5 separate regions of the Sus scrofa genome follow, and regions 2, 3, 4 and 5 are each linked to region 1. Evidence: chromatin contacts called from public Hi-C and targeted proximity ligation data. All regions are on one chromosome and are shown on one strand. The core of a region is the stretch at or near the end of the contact, and the rest is flanking DNA. Distances in the headings are between cores, read along the strand shown. Region 1 holds the start of JTB (jumping translocation breakpoint). Region 2 holds the start of S100A2 (protein S100-A2). Region 3 holds the start of CHTOP (chromatin target of PRMT1). Region 4 has its middle 14 kb from the start of S100A6. Region 5 holds the start of NPR1 (atrial natriuretic peptide receptor 1).

What was found. Hi-C and Micro-C count contacts between places; a contact is called where the count stands out from the background.
Region 2: a targeted proximity ligation map of alveolar macrophages shows a contact between it and region 1. A contact is called at or near these places in 1 of 47 Hi-C or Micro-C datasets (subcutaneous adipose tissue) and 1 of 2 datasets of targeted methods (alveolar macrophages).
Region 3: a contact with region 1 is called in a Hi-C map of liver, with 4 times the contacts expected there. A contact is called at or near these places in 1 of 5 promoter capture datasets (fetal skeletal muscle), 1 of 47 Hi-C or Micro-C datasets (liver) and 2 of 2 datasets of targeted methods (alveolar macrophages and skeletal muscle).
Region 4: a contact with region 1 is called in a Hi-C map of subcutaneous adipose tissue, with 2.3 times the contacts expected there. A contact is called at or near these places in 10 of 47 Hi-C or Micro-C datasets (embryonic fibroblasts, epiblast stem cells, fetal skeletal muscle and 6 more).
Region 5: a Hi-C map of omental adipose tissue shows a contact between it and region 1, with 2.5 times the contacts expected there. A contact is called at or near these places in 3 of 5 promoter capture datasets (fetal liver, fetal skeletal muscle and liver), 25 of 47 Hi-C or Micro-C datasets (adipose tissue, alveolar macrophages, brain and 14 more) and 2 of 2 datasets of targeted methods (alveolar macrophages and skeletal muscle).

The regions. Positions count from the first base shown.
Region 1 is chr4:95,712,553-95,715,926 of Sscrofa11.1, forward strand. JTB (jumping translocation breakpoint) reads left to right here and starts at 1,374. Exons shown (of 5, transcript NM_001128468.1): 1 at 1,374-1,593; 2 at 1,754-1,791; 3 at 1,996-2,078; 4 at 2,513-2,592; 5 at 3,285-3,374. The coding sequence starts at 1,511.
Region 2 is chr4:96,071,655-96,074,989 of Sscrofa11.1, forward strand. It overlaps S100A2 (protein S100-A2), which reads left to right and starts at 1,842. Exons shown (of 3, transcript XM_001929556.5): 1 at 1,842-1,996.
Region 3 is chr4:96,003,191-96,007,031 of Sscrofa11.1, forward strand. It overlaps CHTOP (chromatin target of PRMT1), which reads right to left and starts at 2,424. Exons shown (of 6, transcript NM_001243268.1): 1 at 2,115-2,424; 2 at 864-945. The coding sequence starts at 928. It overlaps S100A1 (protein S100-A1), which reads right to left. Exons shown (of 4, transcript XM_021089808.1): 4 at 3,836-3,841.
Region 4 is chr4:96,110,622-96,114,038 of Sscrofa11.1, forward strand. No RefSeq gene overlaps it. Among named protein-coding and RNA genes, the nearest start is that of S100A6, 14 kb to the left of the region's middle.
Region 5 is chr4:95,972,725-95,976,030 of Sscrofa11.1, forward strand. NPR1 (atrial natriuretic peptide receptor 1) reads right to left here and starts at 1,529. Exons shown (of 22, transcript XM_021089806.1): 1 at 1-1,529. The coding sequence starts at 259.

The DNA.
Region 1 (3,374 bases), core at 124-2,623:
AAGCCTCAGCTCTTCTATTAGCTGTGTGATCTTGGACAGGTGACACACTCTGATCTTATTCATAAAACAAGGATAATGCCAACTTCAGTGAGCTAAATGTTGACTCTAAAAGGTAAATGTGAGGCAGTATAATTAGAAGAGAATAAAGTATTTTTATAAACATTTCATTTGCATCTTGCCAAAAAAAAATACCGAAACCTAGAAAATGCACATTAGTATTTCCATTTGACACAGAACACTGCCATTCAGATACAGTCCTAAAGTCATTTAGCTTAAGCACCTGAACTTGGACTCAACACTTCTTGGGACTTCACATCTCAAGCTCTCCTCATTGCATTAGGTAGGAGCAAGAGACAGCTGAGAACATCTGAGGAGGTTATTCAAAGGACCAGCTCTGGGTTAATTTAGCAATTAACAGGAGAGGTGAACCCTGGGTAGAGCTGAGTGAAAGCCCAGAGACAGGGGAAGGCTTCACTTTCACCTTGGATCTCTGGTATTCTGGCCCCTGGAAGGAGGAAAAAATGCAGTTTTGCCATCTCTGGACCGCCCACCCAGGATCTCCCCTTGACTTCCGATGGAGGTGGGAAGGGAGAAGGGTATTTAAAAGTCCGATGCTTAATGGTGAATCCTGTGTGTGTGTTTTGTCTTTTTAGGGCTGCACCCGCGGCATATGGAGGTTCTCAGGCTAGGGGTCCAATCCGAGCTGTAGCCGCCAGCCTACACAGAGCCACTGCAACGCCGGATCCTTAACCCACTGAGGGAGGCCAGGGATTGAACCCGCATCCTCATGGATGCTAGTGGGGTTCGTTACCGCTGAGCCACAACGAGAATTCCTGTGAATCCCATTAAGGAGGGAGAAAGTCCTGAGAGGCAGACGTATAGTTCCGTTTACTTCTCACTGTTCTAGCCCAGAAAAGCAAACCAGCCACAGCCTAGGGAGCAACGAACCGATAACTCGAACCCGACCACCGCCATTTCCCCAGTTCCCGCAAAAGACTACCAGGCCCATAATGCAACGGGGCGTCGAGCCAATGGGTCGCGTCTCACCGCACAAAAGCAGGGGGATCCATTTCCCGGGGAGCACCGGCGAGGCGCCACCTAGCCCGGAAGACTACAAGGCCCATCAGGCAACCCGCGGGCCTCCGCTTCCGACGACTGGCCTAACTTTGGAAAAACCCAGGGTCCTGCGCGGAGCAAGATGGCTGCGCCGGGAGTGGAGGCGGAGCCGAGGGAGTGCTAGGCCCTACGCCCTTTCGGCCCTTGGAGAGGATCTGACGGGTCCGAAGGAAACTCACGGTCCTAGCCAACAAATGCTTATTGCCTTTTCTTGCCGTGGTCATGGGAATGTCCTGATAGAGTCTTTGATCTGTTAGGCAAACCAGCTTTTCGTAGCCCTGAATTGGAACTTCCCCGAGGACTGCTGAGTAAGCGCCGCCTCTGCGTTCCGACCGAGGCACGAGGCCAGTCAAGCAGGTCCCTGTGTCCCGACAGGTGCGACGCTGAGCACTCCATGCCTGCGGGCGCGGGGAGGCGTGGCCTCCCCCAGGGCCACCACCTCTGCTGGTTGCTCTGCGCTTTCACTTTAAAGCTCTGGTAAGGAGGGGCTGAGGGCAGGGAAAAGGAGGGGATGGCGGTAGCGGGTCGTCCCCGCCCCCTGGGGTGAGGGAGACCGTCCCTGGACCGCGGAGGTGGGTCAGTTCCCAGTTTTCTGGCTACTGACTTTTGCCCCTTTCCCCCCCGTCACCCGCTGCAGCCAAGCAGAAGCTCCCGTGCGCGAGGAGAAACTTTCAGGTGGGTGATGTCTAGGAACCCGACACCCCTATAGTTGTTTTGTTTTGTGTTTATATCTTCCCGTATACCAAGAACACGAGTGGAAAAGGGCGGCACCACGTGAAATGAGGCCATTCAGCGGGGTTAGGAAGTCGATGGGCAGAACTTTGGGGAGAAATACTTCCTGAACGAAGTCTGGGGCTTGCATTTTCTCTCCGTCTTTAGTGAGCACCTCAAATTTGCGGTGCTGGCTGGTGGAAGAGTTTGTGGTGGCAGAAGAGTGTGCTCCATGTTCTAATTTCCAGGCTGTGAGTATCTGTTTTCTCTCCCTCTTTCCTCACATCAAATTAACTAAGTGTGCCTTTGCATTGTCTTGTCTTCTTTTTCCTTGCAGTCTAAGTCCACATCTGAACTTGTCCCCCTCCCCCCGCCCCCCAAAAATGCTCTTTTCAAGTTAATGGCAACATTCAGTTAATAACTGTGTTCGGTTCATTTATACTCCAGTGGGCTCCAGAACTTGCTGTCACCTCTCCTAGAGTCTTGCCCCAAAGTGTTCTTGCTAAAAGATACTCCTGATCATGTAACCACCACCTCATCATCGCCATCAGAAGTCTTCATTAGTTCTCTGTTGCCTGCCAGCTCTGAGCCATAGCACTTGGGCACCTGCCCATTCTGAATGGCAGCCTTCTGCTTCTCCTGCCACCACTTCCTAACATATGCTTTGGTCCTTTCCTCCTGACAGAAAACTACCCCTGAGTGCAGTTCCACAGGGTATGTGGAGAAAATCACATGCAGCTCATCTAAGAGGAATGAGTTCAAGAGGTAAGTGTTTCTTCTCTTCTTGAAACCTCCTAGATCACCTCCTTTGCTCCCTATGACTTTAGGCAGATTGTCCCCCCACTTCCTCTTTGTCTGGAGGTAGCATGGCATATTGGAAAGAGGAGGGGATCTGGAGCCAAATAACTCGAACCCAAGTCCCAGCTCTACTCCTCGGCACGATGTTATTGGCCATATTTCCTCATCAGTAAAACTGGCTCACACAGCTCTGCTTTTCTCACCAGAAAACAAATTAAATATTCAAGTGGGATTAATGTGCTATAAACACATTAGAAGGCTGACTCTGGGAGTTCCCATCGTGGCTCAGGGGAAACGAATCTTACTAGCATCCATGAGGATGTAGGTTCAATCCCCAGCCTTGCTCAGAGGGTTAAGGATCCGGCATTGCTGTGAGCTGTGGTGTAGGTCGCAGACATGGCTCAGATCTGGCATTTGCTGTGGCTGTGGTGTAGGCCAGTGGCTACTGCTCCAATTCGACCCCTAGCCTGGGAACCTCCATATGCTGAGGGTACAGCCCTAAAAAGCCAAATAAATAAATGAATAAATGAATAAATGGCTGGCTTTGGTTTCCTCTTCTTCCCTCAGCTATGTATCTTGGTTAGGATGAAGCAGGAAAGAGATTAGAGGGAGAGGCTACGTGGCCTTCCCTGGGAATAACTGTTTCTTCTTGCCCTTAGCTGCCGCTCAGCTCTGATGGAACAACACTTATTCTGGAAATTCGAAGGGGCTGTTGTAGGTGTGGCCTTGGTCTTTGCTTGCCTGGTCAT
Region 2 (3,335 bases), core at 592-3,091, 360 kb after region 1:
AACTGTGGTATCAGTCGCAGAGGTGGCTCAGATCTGGCGTTGCTGTGGCTCTGGTGTAGGCTGGTGGCTACAGCTCCAATTCGACCCCTAGCCTGGGAACCTCCACATTTGCTGTGGGTTTGGCCCTCAAAAGACAAAAAACAAAAAACAAAAAAGAATGAAGAAGTGCTGTGAAAAGCAAGGTGTTGCGCCCCATTGGTCCCCACCCTCAGCGTGAGCAATTCCAAGCTATAGGTTTTGATGGGGAGGAGCCTAGCACGAGGGGTCCAAGTGCCTTGGGGAGGAGGGACACTGGGTGGCTTTGCAGAGGTGTAGGAGAGGGAGCTGGGGGTCCCAAGGCCTGAGTTGATCTTTGCTGCTCAGGCTGTCCCCAAGTCCCATGGTGACCCCCCGCAGTAGGAGCGCAGCCCGGCGTCATGTCTGATGGTCTGTGGGTTCTCAGTCTGAGCTTCGCTGTGACATCATGACCGACACTCCTCTCCTTTGGTACATTCATATTTAAGAATCACAGGTTTCAAGGAAACAGGAATCCACAGTGAACCTATTCTGTAGCCTGTTGTGGAGATGAAAGGAGACATAAAGATTATTAGGGTAGAGCTGAAAATATGTGCAGAAGGGTCTCCGTGCGGTGCCCTCCCCTCCCAAGCTGGGTTGGGGCTTCGGCTGGCTGCCCTGGGACTGCGGCTGCCCTGGGGGAGGAGGGCGGTGCCGCTGAGTCACTGCCTGGGCATCTGGGCCTGGAACCACGAGTGAGTCACCTAGGACTAGGGGCGCTGGGGGAGGGGAAAGGGGCTGGTGGCCATCTGGAGGGGGAGGGGAGCTGGGCCCACAGGAAGGGCGGTGCCCGGACTGGATGGGGCGGCAGGCCAGCCGGGCCTGGGAAGGGGTAGCTGGAAGCCTACCCGGCCCTGAAAGCCCTTCCCCCGGGCTGGGGCTGAAAGGCTGCAGTGTTTGCCTCTCTCTGAGTATGGAAAGGGGGCCGTTGGAGTGGGTGGGGTGGCTGTGGCAGTGGCCTCACCCCAGGCCTGGTCTCCTGGCTTGGGAAGCAGTTTGGTCCCTCCTCACGTGCCTACCTCCCAGGCTGGAGGAGGCCCGAGTTTCCTCCTCTCCCTTCAACCCTCCTGGGGCTTCCCCTCACACCCAGACTGTGCTCAGCCCAGCTGACGGCGACGGGGCCATGGCCACCTCTCACCGCCTCCCTCTCTCCTTCCAGACCCCTTCCTACCCCAAGGGGGGGCCTTTCCAGGTATTTTCTAAGCACACCTGCTTTCCTTGTTGTGTCATTCAAAGGTATTCTTGTGCCAGCTATTAAAAGTAACTCTAGGAGTTCCTGGGTGGCTCTGTGGGTTAAGGATCCAGCCTTCTCACTGATGTGGCTCTGGTCATTGCTGTGGTGTAGGTTCGATCCCTGGCCTGGGGCCTCTACATGCGAGGGCAAAACAAATAAATAAATAAATACATGTAACTTTGTTTCCTTCATTCTCTGAGGTTGCCCCTGCTCTCTTCTTTCTGATGTCACCTTCTGACTCCCAGCAAACACACACGCACACACACCTGTGAAGTCCCATGTGCACCTGCAGCTCTGATACATGAATGAGCCGTGACTCTCAGGGATGCGTCACGGGAACGAGGCCTGCGTAGTCTGTCTCCAGATGCCGGGAACGAGGCTGCCTCCCCTTGGCCTGCGCCCAGGCGCCCAGGTGTCTTCCTCAGGACACCTCCAGCTCCCTTTCGTGGCCCTGGGTGGGGTAGGGGGAGGGAGCTGCCCTTGGCCTGGTGAGAGGCGGGAGGGGAGCTGGCTGTGTCAGGGAGGGAGGGGGCTGGGAAGGAGTGGGTGGGGGTGGCAGGATGCCAGGCTTTGGCGCAATCATGTTAGGGCAGGTTTGGTTTCCTTAAAGGGCCAAGTTGGGGGCCAGTGGGGCTGGCATATAAATCTGCACGCTGGGCACCAGGCCCTTCACTTTCCTTCCCAAGCCTGTCTCTGCCGTCAGGTCTGGTGAGTATCTCTGTCCTGCTGGGGGCTGGGTGAGGAGGACCCACGTGGGCCTCTGTCTTTGTCCCCGTGTCCTGATCTTTGTCTCCTCTGGACGGGACCTGGGGCCTCTGTGGTTCTCCGCATTTGCGGGGACCTCCTCCGATTGAGGCTGTTTCCAGGTTCCTCTGTGAGGTCTCAGTTTAGGGGTTATTCTGAGGCTCTCTCCTGGGTCTCTCAGTCTGGGGGGCCATCTAGAGGCACCTTCTTGGGGGTCTAGGCCCAGGAGTATGAAGTGTGTGTGTGGGGGGGGTCGGGATGCTTTAATAAGAATCCTGTTGTTTTTGTCTGTGTTTTGCACAGTCCTGGATTGCAAGCAGGACTCAGGAACGAGAGCCAGGGATCTCAAGCGCATGGGCCCTCCTGGGTCCTTGCCCTGAGGAGCTCTGGCCTGGGCTTCCTGTCTTCTCCCAACTCCCAAGGCAGGGCTGGCAGGGTGGCCTGGGGCTCTCCCTGAGCCCAGGGCCTCTGGCTGCAACCTGGGACCCGCCTAACACTCCCGGGTTGGTCTGGGCATTGTCCAGAGGCAGGGCTTTGGAAAAGCTGACATCCCCAGCCTATCCTTGGTCCCAGATTCCACCCTGAACCTAGGGTGCTGGGCTTTTCATGTCTTTAAATCCAGTCCGCCTTCCTGGTGGAGGAGGCTGAGGCGGGTGTTCGGTTGCCTCCACCCGACCCATGCCCTGTCTGCACAGAGTCAGTGCCCCTGGCTCAGGGGCCTCCAGTATGAGGGGAGACACATGCTCTATCCTACCCTTGAGAGGCCCTCGTCTGAGGGAAGAAACAGACCTGCCCCAGGGAGCTTCCAGTTAGATGGGAGAGTGACACCCTCTGGCTGAGGGAGGAACTGACTCCTCAGGGAACCTCGGACCCCTAGGCGTAGGCCTGGCTACTGTCAGAGCCCAGGGTGCCCCACTGACTGGACATGGAGCTGCCCGTCTCCCCAGTGCTGGCACAGAGCCACTGGCTGGCACAGAGCTGCACAGAGTAGATCCCAGGTGGGACTCTGGCCACATTTTGTCATGTCCTTTCCACAGACATTCAAAGGGTGGGGGGGCCCTGTCCTCAGGGGTGGGCCCCAAGTGTGATGGAGGAGACATGAGGCCCTTGCAAACACAGGGGAAGCTCTAGCATCTGCCCCCAGGGTGAGGTGGGGGTCTGGCCTCTGCCCTGGGAGCCATAGGCTGAGGGGGAGACGTGGCTCTCCCTGCCCATTCAGAGAGGCTTGGCAAGGCGGTTTGGGGCCCAAGGACGGAATTGGGTCCTGCAGCCTGGACTGAGACACCTCCATCACCTGTCACCC
Region 3 (3,841 bases), core at 1,174-3,673, 290 kb after region 1:
TTTTTTCATAAGTGGTTCACGCAGTAACATGTGAATATGAAGAATTAGTGTACCACGTGCCCTAAGAAGCACATATGCTTCAGAAAAGGCAGACAAACACAAGTAAATCTTATGTTTAACAGCAACTTAATAAAATCATTTGTCAAAGGCACTCAAGGAACAAGGCCCTCAGAGACAGAAAGTGCCTTTAAATACCTTAACTTTTCTTAGTTTCAAATGATTACTTTTTCTGACTCCAAGTTGATTACTTCTGAAAAGTTAAGATTAGTTCAATCATTGAGGCTCTTGTGAAGACACTCTTCTATTATTCCTGTCGAATTTAACGGAATGAAAGAGAAGAACACTTAAGCGCAAAAGAATCCAAAACAAAAACAAACTAAAAGCAGAATGGAAAGAAAGTGAAATGGAGCAAAGCAAGTGCCTCTTACAAGGTCCAAGAATGACATTCAAGGGCCTTTGGACATATTCATAGCTTGCTACCTGCCTCTTACAGGCCAGACACAACACTGCTGGCCTTGGACTGGGCAGCAAGCCTACTGCAGCCGGGGTTCCATGCTACCAAGCTGCACCACCCCTGTATCAATGTAAAAAAAATGTGAAGAAAATGGAGGGTGTGAGGAGTCTTTTAAAATACATCCCACCAGAGAAATATTTCAGACAGCTTAACATAAAAATCTACTGATAAGTGGTTTTGAAACAACCGCCCAATTTGTTTTGTGTACCACATAAGATGCTACTAAGAACAGAGGTCTGTAGCCTTCTGTTGGTATTTAGCTTAAAACTGGTTTTTGTGCATTGGACCCAGGGCCAACTTAAGTAATGTTTTCTTATGAACGAGCTGAAGTTGCTGTTGGCTGCCTCACCGCTCATTTAGAGACATCTTGGTGGTGCTTTTTAGCACAACTTTCGGTGCTGACTGTGCAGCCATCTTCAAATCCCGAGAATCTACAAAAGACAATGGGCAAAGTGAGCAAATCAGAATGATGACTACCTCATTTCAACAGGGCCAAAGGCCCAAACCAAAAATGAATGAATAGGCCTGTCTCAATGACTACTGAAGATCACACCAAAACTCATTTCAGGTGCTTACATTTAGAAGCTAAGTTATCTGGAATTAATAAACTTCAAGGCCACATGACAGAAAATACCTGCCCAAGCCTCCAAAAATGGCAGACCTAGACCTAGCCAAAGAAAGTGTTTGGCTTTTCATCTAGAGCGGTCCTTCTCTACCTTGGCTGCAAGGAGCTTTAAAAAACAACAACAGGAGTTCCCTTCATGGCTCCGCGGTCACAAACCCAACTAGCATCCTTGAGGATGTGGGTTGGACCCCTAGCCTCGCACAGTGGGTTAAGGATCTAGCGTTGCTGTGGGTTGTGGTCTAGGCCGGCAGCTACAGCTCCAATTCGACCTCTAGCCTTGGAACTTCTATATATGCGGCCCTAAAAAGACAAAACAACAACAAAGACAGACACAAAATACAGAAGCTTCGGCCCAAACCATTTAAAGCACAATCTCTGCTGGTGAGGTCTGGGGATCAGCAATTAGAAGGTGGTGCGGGGAGGGGGGGTGGTGTCTAACTTGCTGCTTCTCATGTGCAGCCAAAATTCAGAACCACTGCTCTAGAGAGATGATACAGGTTTACCAGTTTACAAATTGGCTTTCAACTCCAAAGTCTTGCAGGAACCTTAGCAAGGGACTGGGGACGTGGGGGAGGGATGGAGTAGGAAAGGTTTCCTAAATGGGCGTTCACCTGGGAGTTCGATCCCAGAGAGCACGCCACAAAATTTAACTCTACAGCTGCCAGTGCATTCTGACGTTCCCTAAAGCCGTGTAGTCCTCCTCTGAACTCCCATCTCAAAGCCCCGTCCGGGACCGCCAACGTTGCTCAACCCGCCCAGCAATGTTCCTTTCTATTCCTACCAAATCCCAACCTCCAGCAGCGAGTTTCCAGCTCGGGGCCTCCCCCGCCTCCCTCTCAGGGGCTCCGCCCCCTCCCGGGGCCTCCACTCCCCGACACCCAATCTGCTTCCACATCCCACCAGCTCCCACTCCACGACCGCCGGGCCCGGGCGCTCCCCAAGACTTTTGCCCTCCTTCTCACCACAGAAACGTACCGAAGGAAACGGACGCCAGTGCTCCTCCCGGGGTTGCCACCACGGCTGCGACAGGCTGGCCGGGGGCCGGCCGAACCTGAGTTGACGGTGGAGGGGCTCGGATTAACTTGGTGGGCGGTTGGTTGTATGTGTTAAACGGTAGAATGCTAGGTTAGTTCGTTGATGCTGGGTGGCTGTCCGGTCGGCCGGTTCGCCTGCTCGCCCGGCGTGCCCTTTCCTGCCTTTCACCACAGCCGCTGCCGCCAACTCCCGCTCGCTCTCCAAAACAAAATGGCCGCCACGCCCAGTGCGGAATGGGACCGGCTAAAATGGCGTCGACGCCATTACGTCAGACGTCAGGTCTGCGCACAGCGCAGGAGGCGGGAAAATTTGTGTTACGCCTGCGCGGGGGATGAGGCGGAGCTCCAGGGAAAAGGCGGGGCTTTAGGCTGTATTACACTCCGAGCCCCACCCGGGAAGGGGCGTGGCCAATATATTCTCTCTTGGGTTTTAAGGCGGCTGCAAGTTGGTGATTTGGGACGTTCAAGGCGGATTTGGTCCTCTTAAGAAAAGAAGTTCGTATTTCATTGCGGGTCCCTCCACCCCTAAAGCTAAGGCAGACCGACTAAAATTCTTTACGCGACATGACTCGGTCTTTCTTCCGAGAGCCACCGGGCCGGTGTAATTTGCGCTGGCTCCCCCCTCAGCATACGCCCCTTTTAGAGTTGTGGGTTGCCATAAACGCACCTGGGGACCAGTGCAGGGAGCACACCTCACTGGATCCTGCACCACGCACCACTGCCCGTCCATATTTTTCTCTTCACTTCCCTTCCCAATTTGGCCTGAAGATTGTTAAATTCTTATTTGGGGGAAGCTTTGCGTCCCCGCAACCTATTCCAATGTCTTCTCCCTCCATCTAGCTTCCATGTGGATTTTGATGCAGACCTATATGGCATTTTCCTTATACCTGGGCACACAATAAAAGGCTCAGATGGGAGTTCCCGTCGTGGCGCAGTGGTTAAGGAACCCAACTAGGAACCATGAGGTTGCGGGTTCGATCCCTAGCCTTGCTCAGTGGGTTAACGATCCGGCATTGCTGTGAGCTGTGGTGTAGGTTGCAGACGCGGCTCGGATCCAGCGTTGCTGTGGCTCTGGCGTAGGCCAGGTGGCTGCACCTCTGATTCAACCCCTAGCCTGGGAACCTCCATATGCCGTGGGAGCGGCCCAAGAAATAGCAAAAAAAGACCAAAAAAAAAAAAAGGCTCAGATGTTGGAAGAATGAGTGAATGAACATGTCCTCAGTTCCACCTCCACTCTCTTAAAGGCGCATGAGATCCTTTCATTTTCCTTCCTAGCATTTATACGTGTATGTTTAATGGTTTGGCACCCTTTACTGGACTTCACCTATGTGACAGTGAGGGTTGTGTTTGTTTTGCTCACTGCTGTATTCCCAGTTTCCACACAATGTCTAGCACGGGGTAGGTCTTCAGCACATATTCTTCGAAAGTTGAAGGGCAATTTTTCTGGCTTCAAAGCTGAAAAGCTGATGTCTCTGCCACTTCCAGCTGGAACCTTGAGCCTCTACCTTTCTGGGCCTTGAGCATTCCTTAAGTAGGAAGATGTAATGGTTCCTTGATCTTTCTCCAAAATAAGATCCCTCCCCAAATAAAGCAATTTGGGAGTGAACAGCCTTCACTTCCCCACCCATTTCCAAACCCTGAAGGACCAGAGACAGCAGCTGGTGGCTG
Region 4 (3,417 bases), core at 5-2,504, 400 kb after region 1:
ATCCGAGCTGCCTCTGTGACCCACACCACAGCTCACGGCAATGCTGGATCCTTAACCCACTGAGCAAGGCCAGGGATCCAACCTGCAAACTCATGGTTCCTAGTTGGATTCGTTAACCACTGAGCCATGAGGGAACCCCTGTAATCACTTATTCTTTAAACCAGAGAGCAAACAATCAAATTCTCAACCAAGCAGGAAGGTCCTGTGCCAGCTCTTACTCTCTCAGGGGAGGGAAGACAAGCTTTGCTTCAAGGAATGAGTCAAAACTCTTTTTTTTTTTTAGGGCTGCACCTGTGGCATATGGAGGTTCCCAGGCTAGGGGTTGAATTGGAACTATTGCTGCCAGCCTACGCCACAGACAGAGCAACGGGGGATCTGAGCCTCGTCTGTGAACTATATCACAGCTCAAGGCAATGCTGGATCCTTAACCCACTGAGCGATGCCAGGGATTGAATCCACAACCTCATGGTTCCTAGTCGGATTCGCTTCCACTGCACCTCAAAGCTCTTTTTAATGCGTCCCCCTCCCTCACAAAAAACCCCCAAACCTTTCTGTTTTCTGACCAAATCTTCCTACAAGTGCGTAGTTTCTATTTTAAGAAGATGTATAGTTCCCTCCTGCTGATGTTTAGCATTTGCTATTGTCCCTTAACTTTGGACATAAAGATGGTTTCCGTCCATTCCTTTTCCCAGTTACAGATTACCGGTGGTAAATATATTCACAAATGCAGTCCTAGCTTGTGAGTTACTCTCAAGAGTGGAAATTATTACCAGATCAGAATCAGTTCTGGGACCTCACATCCAGCTCTGGCTTGATATTTTGTGTTCTGAGAAATGTCCTTGCTCGCAGCTCAGAGCCACAGTGTTACTTTAGGAACACACAAAATTATGATCCAAAACGTGATCAGGAAAATTACTGAGTTTGGTAAGTAAAAACCTCTTTCATCTAGGAAGAGCCTTTAAAAAAACGTGTGTGTGTGTGTGTGTGTGTGTGTGTGTGTGTGTGTGTGTGTGTGTTGTGTGGTATGTGTGCGCGCACGTGTGCGTATTTCCCTGAATTTGGAGGAAAAACCGTACCCCCTTTCTCTTTGGACCTCTTATCTGAGGCCAGGATGGAGCCCATGGGATCAGGCTGTGCCAGGGTCTGGAACCTGGCCGGCTTTCCTTTTCACCACGTGGCAGGAGAGGGCTGAGCAGCCTTGTGACTGTCCAATCACTGGTCCTTTGGTGCCCCCTGCTGACCATTCAGTCCCCACTCGAGTCCCTGCCTACCGGAGACGCCTAAAAGGTCTGGGGTGGTGGGATTGCCGAAGCATTGCCTGGAAGAACCTCGTGACCAGAGGCTTGGATGAGAGCTGGCTGGACCATACATCAGACCCCATCTTCTCCTCTTTAGGGCTGAGCCACACAGCCCTGCTGGTGGCAGCCCTACCATAAGGAAAAATGAGTTAAACCCAGTTTGTCTTTCACATTGCTGTTACATTTGTCTTTCTGGCAAACAAAGCTGGTTCTGCAGCTTTAAATCCTATATTGACTTCCGCCATGGACTGAATCATTGTTCCCCCCAAATTCATATGTTGATCCCCAATGTACTAGTATTTAGAAGTTGGGGCCTTTGGGAGAGGTAATTGGGTTTGGACGAGGTCATGGGGGTGGAAACCTCAGGAAGGGATTGGTGCCCTTATAAGGACGCCCTCTGCTGGTAGAAAGGAGACTGTGCACAACACTGGACAAGTGCCCAGGTCTCTCTGCTCCTGCTGCTGGGGCAGCCAGCTTCTTGCCAGGAGAGTTTGGGTGTCCACAGGATGCAGCCCAAGCCCTGCGTGGTTCTCACTGGGGTTAAGGTGAAGGGGAAGTGCCTTGCCCTCCCCTCCATGGGGATGATGTGGGGATCAAACAGCAGCCCTGCCAACACCCTGCCTCACTCCCAGGGATAGGTAGGGACACTGTGTTTTTGGTCCACCTCCTTCCCAAAAAGTTCTCCATAGCTGGTCAAGAGCCTCTCTTCAGTAGGTGTAGAGACTTAAGCCCTTGTCCTCTGCTTTGGGGCCACAGCAAAAAGGGAGACAATTGAAAAAGTTCCTTTTTTTTTTGGTCTTTTTGCCTTTTCTAGGGCCGCTCCTAGGGCATATGGAGGTTCCCAGGCTAGGGGTCCAATCAGAGCTGTAGCTTCAGCCTGCACCACAGTCACAGCAACAGGGGATCTGAGCCGCGTCTGCAACCTACAACACAGCTCACGGCAACGCCAGATCCTTAACCCACTGAGCAAGGCCACGGATCGAACCTGCAACCTCATAGTTCCTAGTCAGATTCGTTAACCTCTGAGCCACGACGGGAACTCCTTGAAAAAGTTCTTTTTAAGCATCCTATTATGTCGGGGGTTGTTGGACAACAGTCAGCATAGAGGCTGCAGAGAACAAAGAATTTTGTTTGGGCTCTTAGGAATTGCAATTTGTGGAGTTCCCATCATGGCTCAGTGGTTAACGAGCCCGACTAGAATCCATGAGGATGCAGGTTCAATCCCTGGCCTTGCTCAGTTGATTAAGGATCTGGCATTGCCGTGAGCTGTGGTGTAGGTTGCAGATGTGGCTCGAATCTGGTGTTGCTGTGGCTGTGGCATAGGCCGGTGGCTACAGCTCCGATTAGACCCCTAGTCTGGGAACCTCCATATGCCAAGGGTGCGGCCCTAAAAAGACAAAAGACAAAAAAAAAAAAAAAAGAATTGCAATTTGGGAGACATAGCTTTGGGTCAAACCAAAAGAATGTTCTGGGGAAGAGACAGTCAGAGGCCACAAAGACAAAAACCACAGGCTATCCTCTGACCCAAGGAAGGAAATATTTTTCCTTATGGATAGGCTGTCACGAGTTATTTTAGGGTAAGGGTCTGATAAGTATCTTGAGTTTCTGGAACGCTGGGCCGATGTTCTAGATGTCTTTGTTAAGACCATGAGTGGTCAAAAGGTCAGACTCCATCTGGGCTGAGGCGAGCAAATGGCTCACTTCCCTGATGGCCTCCCAGCTCCGTTTCAGAGAGCTCTCTACACAGCACCACCTCCAGGGTTTGTGGGATGAGTAAAGGCATGGCCAGGGGGCTGGCCGCGATGGGCCATGAGGTGGCAGGAGGGCAGCCAGGGGTCCCAGCTCGGGGTCCCCAGAGTAGACTTGGACTTGGACGCTGGCTCTCATTTCGTGGCTGTGTGTTTTTGGGAAAGCTATGAATTATCTCTACAGCTGGCTCATCTCTAAAATAGGGATAATGGTTGGAGTTCCCATCATGGCGCAGCGGAAACGAATCCGACTAGGAACCATGAGGTTGCGGGTTTGATCCCCGGCCTTGCTCAGTGGGTTAAGGATGCAGAGTTGCTGTGAGCTGTGGTGTAGGTTGCAGACACGGCTCAGATCCTGTGTTGCTGTGGCT
Region 5 (3,306 bases), core at 279-2,778, 260 kb after region 1:
CGCCCAGTGCGCTCTCGCTACTGCCTAGCACAGTGCGGACCGTCCAACCCGGCAGCAGGTCCGGCCGCGCCTTCACCTTGGCCAGGGCCAGCTCCACCGCCGGTCCCACGCGCGCCCACGACCACGGATAAGAGGTGTTGGCCAGCGGCAGCACCACGGCCACTGTCAGGTTGCCCGCGTAGCTGCCCGGGAGCAGCAGCAACGGCAGGAGCAGCAGCAGGCGCAGGCGGGCGCCAAAGGGGCGCCCGGGGCGCGGCATGGCCTCAGCGGGCACCGCGGTGGACGAGCGCTCCCACCATGGCCTCCAGCGTCCCCTCCGCCTCAGTGGCCGGTCCTGGGCACCAGGCGCGCCCCTGTGGGAGGTAGGAGGAGCGGGGCGGGGACGCTCCCCGCGGAGCACGTTGCCCCCTCCAGCTGCGACAGTCCGCGCCAGGAGCACCAGGGGCGCGCGACCCAGGGGTGCGCCGAGGGCGCGGCGGAGCAGGTGGGTGCGAGGAGAGCTCCGGGGCAGAAAGAACCCGAGTGCGAGTGAGAACGTGTTATGTGTGTGTGCGCGTGTGTTAGGAGAGAGAAAAAGCGTGAGCAAGCGCTCGGTGGAGAAGGATGGTAGAGGGCGCGAGGGAGGGAAAAGGGAGTGTGTGTGTGCGTGAGCGCCTAGCACAGAGACTGTGCCAGAAGGGGCGTCCGGCCGGCCCAAGTCTCCCGCAGTCCGGGGGGACAGGGGAGGACCCAGGCCAAGCTCCGAACCCTCCCTCCCCGCCGCTTCCCCTCCCAGACTCCGCGACCGTAGAGCCAATCCTGGATCTTTAACTCCTTCCTCCCCTCCCAGAAGTCGCCGCCTCTCCGAGCCCCTTGGCCTGAGCGCTTTTCCTTAGGCCGTCTTCCCGCTTCTCCGCGGCCAAATGTCTTCCTACTTCGAGAAGCGGCATCCACAGAAGGGGCTCCCTCTCAGGGAGAACTGAGTAGAGATTTGCGTGGGAACGACAGGGGGTCTCTTGCGTCCCACCTAGTCCCTCCGCTCCTACCTCGTTCCGTCTGGGAAAGAGAGGAGGAGGAGCCGGTTTGGGATCTTGGCCCGAAAAAGTGAGTGTTTGGATGTGAACGTCTAGGGGTGGGGCCGGAGGGTGAGGGTTTCTAGAAAAGGCATTAAAATAGGTGAATCCAAAGTCCCCTTGACCAGTCCATCTAGGATCTCACCCACCCTCAGCTTCCAAATTGAGCGGATTAGTGGAGAAAAAGGACCAGGTGCAAGGGCAGAGTTAACGCTCTCATTCCCAAAAGGCTGTACGAAGTGGGAGGGAGAGCTTGTGGGTGGCTGGCGGGGGAAGAGGTGTGGCCTCAGGGCCCCTCCCGGCTTGTATGTGTTTGGTTTGTATTGAGGGGGATTATTAAAATCAAATTTGTGGGGGTGGCGAGAGACTGTTGCAAAAGACAAGCGGAGGCGTCAATAGGATAGTGTTGGGGGGCCCTTGACGGCTGGGCCGCTGACGGGACAGCTGTGGAATTAGTCTGCCCTCTAATGGTCAGAAGGAGTCATTGACGGTATTGTGGGGCCAACAGCGGCAACCCGGTGCCGAAGCTGGACCAAAGATCAGCAAACTTGAGGACCTAATACGTATTAAGTACCAGCTAGAGGCTCAGCGGGTTAAAGATACGGCGTTGTCACTGCAGAGGCTCAGGTCGCTTCTGTGGCTGAGTTCGATTACTGGCCCAGGAACTTCCACAGCCGCAAGTGCGGGCAAAACAAACAACAAAGAAAAGAAAAACACCCGCTAGATGTTGAGGACATAAAGAGCAATATATATATGCGTGTATATGTACATATATTACACACACACACCCCATTCCTTTGCGGAGGTCTATCAATTTGGGACAAATAGCCCTAAGATAAGTCAGGTAAGTACTACAACAAAGAGAGGGGTAAATTGCTGGAGGTCCAGATAAGTGTTGTTGTTGCTGTTGTTGTTATTATTAGTATTATTATTGTGTTTTTAGGGCCAGACCTGTGGCATTGGAAGTTCCCAGGCTAGGGGTCGAATCTGAGCTGTAGCCGTTGGCCTATGCCACAGCCACAGCAACGCTGGATCCTTAACCCACTGAGCGAGGATAGGGATCAAACCCTGGTCCTTGTGGATACTAGTCAGATTTGTTTCCACTGAGCCACAACAGGAACTCCAGATGAGGGCTATTTTGCTTGCAATGGAGCCAGGAAAATCCCCAAAGAGAAATAATTCAACAAGGGTAGGAGAATGAGAAAGATATTCTGTGCAGAGAAAGCAGAATACGGAAATATGTTTCCTATGTATTTAGGAGAATTTTGAATGTTCTTATGGTCTAGAGCAAATGGTAGCCCATGGACCAACTTAAGATGGCAGGCGTGTTTTGTTTGGCCTGTATTCTCCTGTGCTCTCTGTATATATCTAATTTAATTGCCCACACTTAGAGTTTCTGTCCTGGTGCAGGGGAAACGAATCTGACTGGGAACCATGAGGTTGCAGGTTCAATCCCTGGCCTCTCCCAGTGGGCTGGGGCACCACCGTTTCTGTGCTGTAGGCCAGCAGCTGTAGGTAGGATTCAAACCCTAGACTGGAAACCTTGATATGCTGCAGGTGTGGCTCTAAAAAAAAAAAAAAAAAAATTGCCCGCATTTAAAAATTAGCAGATGCACATGAATATTGGATTTCTGACTTGTGTTAAGATGTTGGAGAGCTGGTAATATAGGTCCTGCATCTTTCCGTGAACAATCGTCTGAACCAAGTATCCATTACTTCTTTGAGATGAGTCTAGTTCATCATAGTTCCTACTCTCCCTGGTCAGTATGTTTTCAACCCTGATCTAGGATGTAAGGTGTTGTAGGTATGTGGTTATAAGGAGAGGAGAGGTTGTAACTGAGGAGGAGAGACAAGAAGGGGCAGCAGAGGGTTGATCCTGCAAGTTTTTGTGCGACAGGCATAATGTCTTTGTCTTACAAGGAGGGCTCCAGAGATTATAGAGGTAGATAGGAGATTGGGAGATTTGGGGGTTTTATTTTTTTTATTTTTGTCCGTGCTGGGGCATATAGAAGTTTCCAGGCCAGGGACTGAATTCACACCCCAGCAGTGACTCAAGGCATAGCAGTGACAACACCAGATCCTTAACCTCTGAGCCACCAGGAAGCTCCAGAAGATTTTTTAAAAAGTTTTATTGAGATAGAATTTTTTTTTGTCTTTTTTTTTTTTTTTTTTTTTTTTTTTGCCTTTTCTTGAGCTGCTCCCATGGCACATGGAGGTTCCCAGGCTAGGGGTCCAATCAGAGCTGTAGCCGCCG